2 separate regions of the Arachis hypogaea genome follow, and region 1 is linked to region 2. Evidence: chromatin contacts called from public Hi-C data. All regions are on one chromosome and are shown on one strand. The core of a region is the stretch at or near the end of the contact, and the rest is flanking DNA. Distances in the headings are between cores, read along the strand shown.

Region 1 (2,700 bases), core at 2-2,501, 190 kb before region 2:
TTCTATACACATGTTCAACCACTTACCATCTAAATCTTCATTTGCATCTCCACTCTCATCAGTCAAGTTACTGATTTCAACCTACGATAAACAAGAAACATCATTTCTCATCCTTTTTCCAACAAAGAACTAGGTACAACAGATGCTTGAAGTATTTGACAGGGAAATAAATATAAATAGAAATAACTATAACTAAATGTACAGCTTATATGACTTACAGGCTTCTTCTTCTTCTTCTTCAAACCAGAAAAGGAAGTCTCAACCCCATCAGAAACTGCAAATGAAGAGCTAACTAAAACCAGCAATGCAAACCACAATTTTACGACAGCATTGAATGCGAAAGTCATGAAAAGAAATCGTTTGTTTTAATTCACATACCTGACAGGTTTTCTGTCTTGTCAGTCAACTTGTCTACTGAATCATCATCAGCAGGATCCAAAATGGTGATTTTCTTCTTCTTCTTCTTCTTACTAGGATCAAATGGTGCAATCTGCTATTTAGAATTTTTGAGAATCAGAAGATAGTAGTTATATTACTATTTCGGCAAACTAAAATACCACAAATCATGCATTACAACATTATAAAAAAATGGCATCTTATAAAAACAGAAGGGAAAATAAACTTACTTCCGAAACCTCCTCCTTCAAATCATTTTGTGTTTCATCTGCCATAATTGCTGCAATACATGGAAAGCAACATTAGTATATGATTAGCCTAAGTTAAAGGAAAATATTACTTTAAAAAACATCAGCAAAATAATCTTGATCAACAACTCATAGAAGGGGAAAATTTCTTAAGAACAAATAACGGCAATGCCATAACCGCACTGATTGAATTTTATAACAATCAAATTACATGTTATATGTTTTACTACACAGGTAAAACGATACCAAATCAAAAGCTTAAATTTAAAGGCTAAAACTTCATAAACTACTTTCGAACAACAACGATAGCCACCTAAATCACATCCTGCACAAGTAACCCTAAACAAAATCAAATTAAGCTTCGATTTTGAGCAAAATCATAGTAGCATGGATTTAGTACGAACTTCACCAAGCAAATGAGAAAAAGACAGAAAAATATGGAAGTAATATTCTAACCTGATAAAGCAAAGAGAAATGCAAAATGGTGAAGAATAGAATGTAGCAAAGATAGTCGAATCCCTGAAATGAAGATGATGATGATGGTTGGTTGTGCTGCGTGACCAAAATCCAAAACCCTTCTTTCCGCTCTAAAACGGTGCGTTGCCCCTTTTCTTTTATTTTTTCCCCCTTTTTTTATGTTTTCATTTTTTAGAAAATATTTTAAATAATAAAATATCACACTTGATAAAATATTAAGAAAAAAATTAGAAGATTTATTTTTTAATTTAATAGCGTAGTGTAATTTATGTAGTCAATTTTATTTAGTGGGATAAAATTTTGTGTTATTATTTATTTTTATGTGAAAATATCTTTTTTCTGTTTTAATTTTAAAAGTTTTTTTTCTAGAATTTAAGATTAGAATTTATAATTTAAAATGTACGATTAAAATTTTTTTTATAAAAGGATTAGGAATTTATGTATAATAACATAATTTAAAAAATATTTTTAACATTTTCTTTTGATTAATTTAAATATAGCATTGTATAATAAATTAGATTAATTTTTTTATTATTTTATAATTACATTTACTAGCATATCAATAATATATTATTGGAAATTTATTTATTTTTTATTTATTAAATGTGTAAAAATAATAAAAAAAATTAGTCTTGAAAACAGATTTTTTAATGAATTATATATATTAAATGATATTTAAAAAAATTATATGCTAACTCTTTTTATATTTTCATTATATATATAGTATAAATAATACACTATTTTATAATAGATTAAATTATTAATTATGCCTCTAAATTTGTAAAATGTCGACAATAATAATTCTAATATTTGTTAACGATAATTATACCTTCAAAAATTTTAAAAACGCTACAAATCTGTGCAACTGTGAGGAGAATCCTTCTCTGGTTAATGAAACTTGGTGATGTCACAGACGAAATTTCAACGTGGCATCCGTTAAGGGTTTCAATCCCTTTTCTTCTTTATATGGAATTGAGAGAGAAAGTTTTTCCCAATTTCACCAGAAAGCAAAACCCTAACCATTGTCATGCATGGTGGAAGCAGAGGCATGTCTAATAATAATCGAAGGACACAATCAATAGAAAATAGTAGTTCTGAAGGACTTGAAAAACATGGAAGCAAGCCCTATGACTGGACATGCTTTTGTCGTCTTCAGGTGATAACATTGAAGTCAAAGATGAGGAGAAACCCAGGAAGATGATTTTTCAGGTGTCCTTTGTGAAATGTATGTATGAACTTTCTACTTCATTTGTTCCCCTATTGAGAATTGAGTTTGATGAATGGCTTTTGTGCTTGGCAGACGAAGAACACTGGGTGCCGTTATTTTCAGTGGATGGACGAAACTAATGAAGAATCAGTTGGGGTGGAGGAATGCTCTAAGAATGGCACACTAGTATGCAATGCATGTGGAGTCTTGAAAGAGAGATTTACCAGTGCTGAGACTGAGACGATACACGGAGATCGAAAGATGATGATGGAGCACATGAAGATAGTTGAATTGTTTCTATGTATCATTCTGGGTGGACTTGTACTGAGTTTGATTATGAGTTTGAATTGTCTGGTTAGATAGGACAAGAAA
Region 2 (2,700 bases), core at 39-2,538:
AAATCTTCTCAACTTTTCTCCAATGCTCTGATGATGGTTCGTAATTGTAGTGAGGTTCTCTTTTTTTATACACAAGAAACACATATTTAAACTTCAAAGCCACAGATAACATGTTGTAAGTAGAATTCCATCTTGTGGGATAATCAATGATGAGTTTTTTCTCCTTCAAACGCTTATTTTCAGCAATCTCAATAAATGTTTTAAATCTTGAATCATTAAAATTAACATACTTGACACTCTCACGAACTTTATGAATAATACCTTTAATTTTACCTAGCCCATCTTATACCAACAAATTCAGAATGTGTGCACAGCACCTAACATGAAACAAACTACCACCAACAGGCAATGAGTTGTTATCTGAAATAGTATCCTTAAGAGCCCTTAGACATTAATCATTATAGGAAGCATTGTCAACAAATAATGAGAAGACTTTATTTTCAATTTCCCAAGTCTTCAAACACTTGAAAATGGCATCCGCAACATCAATGCCACGTCTAGGAGCAAGTACCTGAACAAAACTCAAAACCTTTTTTTGAAGATTCCATCCTGCATCAATAAAGTGACCTGTGATAACCATATATTCAACAATTTGATGGCTTGATCTCCACATGTCAGTTGTCAAACTTATCTTCCTAACACCTTGTAACAAAGCCTTCAATTGTTTTTTTTAGCCTCATAGATTGCCAAGCAATCACTTCGAGCAGTTTTTACGAGAAATTTTATGAAATTCAGAATTGGCATATTGGAAGTCCCTCGTCCAAACTTCATCCTCAACAATGCTGAAAGGATAGTCATGAACCATAATTACTGTAGCAATTATTTGTCTCATCTTCTCTTGAGAATATCTTGCACCTGGTGTCACAAAGGGATTAACACTTGAATTAGAAGGTTGAAATGGAATCAATGGTTGCTTCTTTTGTGCAGCAACATGCAATCTCCTTTGTAAGCAACTACTAGAATGCCTCCATAAATGTGAAGTACTAGCTCCTTTTCCAGCATAAGAAAACATTGATTTGCAATACTTGCAAATAGCTTTTGTACCTTCAGAACTTTCAACTTGATCAAAATCATCCCAAATTGGTGAAGTTTTCTTCCTTTTTTTTGTAACAATAGTTTCATTACTACCATTTTCATCCGTGACTGGTTGATTTGTAATAGTTGTTGTGTGTGTTGGTACAATGCCAGTGTCTATTGTTGGTATTGTTGGTACTGACTGATTAATTTCTTCTCCATTTAAAGAAATAGAATTGGCCAATGGATTACTTGGAGTTACAGATTCAGCCATTTCTAAAGCTTATTATAATGCCTAAACAAAAATTAACAAACATTATCTCATGATTTTTTTGGCTTTCATCGTATCAATGGCATAAAGTAAGAACCTTTTAATAAAGAAAAAAAATTGATAAAATTTTATATTCAAAAAAGTAGAAATAATATCACAACACAAACAAAAAAATCGAACTAAAAAGAAGATCTTTGACAAAATAAAACCCTAATTGATGAAAAATATTTAATATTATAACAACAAATATAAAAAATAACAAAATAAAAAATAATGACATGAGAAAGAAGAAGAAGTACTTGCAGTCAAAGGAAGACAAGATGAAGAGGATGGTAGATTGGTAGCTGGTAGTGGTAGGAGCGTGTAAAGTGGAGAAGAGGAAAGAAAAAGACCGTGTATATGTGTATTTCTTTATTAGTGTGGAGGGAAAGGTTTTAGAAATATTTTATTTGATTGACTTCTGATATTCCAATATCAGAGATTAAAGATATTAAGAAAATAAAAATACACATATATAATTAAAGAGATAAATGGCTAAGTGGATAAAGGTATTTTCATAAGATAGAAGATTCAAGTTCAAATCCTTCCAATAGCTTTTTTATTAGTATAATAAAACTCTATATATATATTTACAGGCTCAAGCCGGCCTGACAGGCCCAACAGGCTATTTCAAAAGCCTAGGCATGGCCTTTTAAAGAATATAGGCTTTTTTAATAGTTTGAGCCTGGGCCTATTTCCTATCAGGCCAGGCCAAACACAGGCCAGGCTGCAGGCCCCTGGCAGGCCGCTTGGCCTATTTCCACCCCTACCAACGAGTTATCATAAGTTCTCTCCTATGCAATTAGCATTTGGCCAGCAGCCAAATATTTTTCATTTAAGAATATTTGGGTGTGCAATATATGTTCCCATTATACCACCTAATCGCGCTAAAATGAGACCCCAAAGAAAATTGGGGATATATGTTGGATATGATTCTCCCTCTATAGTTAGGTATCTTGAGATACGAACGAGAGATGTATTTAAAGCCCGTTTTGCGGATTGTCATTTTGATGAATCAAAATTTTCAGCATTAAGGGGGAGAGAATAAACTTCCTGAAAAGGAACTTAATTGGAATGCATCATCGTTAATGCATTTAGATCCTCGATCAGGACAATGTAAACTAGAAGTTCAAAAGATTATACATTTGCAAAGAATAACAAATAAATTGCCTGATACATTTTCTGATACAAAGAGGATAACCAAATCTTATATACCAGCAGATAATGCCCCAATTCGAATTGATGTCCCAGTTGGACAAATTGCCACCGAAGTAAATACACGCCAGAAGCGTGGCAGTCCTCTCGATTTCAAAGACAAAAATCCTCGAAAGAGAAAAGAGGTAAATAGTATTCCTGTTGAAAAATACAGAGTAGAG

Evidence for each region. A called contact is a pair of places that touch in the nucleus more often than the background predicts.
Region 1: a contact with region 2 is called in a Hi-C map of leaf, with 2.2 times the contacts expected there. The contact joins the promoter of LOC112702670 here to the promoter of LOC140174301 in region 2. A contact is called at or near these places in 2 of 8 Hi-C or Micro-C datasets (leaf and an unstated tissue).

What each region holds. Positions count from the first base shown.
Region 1 is chr7:17,067,873-17,070,572 of arahy.Tifrunner.gnm2.J5K5, reverse strand. It overlaps LOC112702670 (eukaryotic translation initiation factor 2 subunit beta), which reads right to left and starts at 1,251. Exons shown (of 10, transcript XM_025753801.3): 1 at 1,101-1,251; 2 at 627-676; 3 at 379-490; 4 at 219-274; 5 at 27-81. The coding sequence starts at 671.
Region 2 is chr7:16,880,134-16,882,833 of arahy.Tifrunner.gnm2.J5K5, reverse strand. LOC140174301 (zinc finger BED domain-containing protein RICESLEEPER 2-like) reads right to left here and starts at 1,288. Exons shown (of 4, transcript XM_072198727.1): 1 at 767-1,288; 2 at 465-655; 3 at 318-383; 4 at 1-206. The coding sequence starts at 1,288.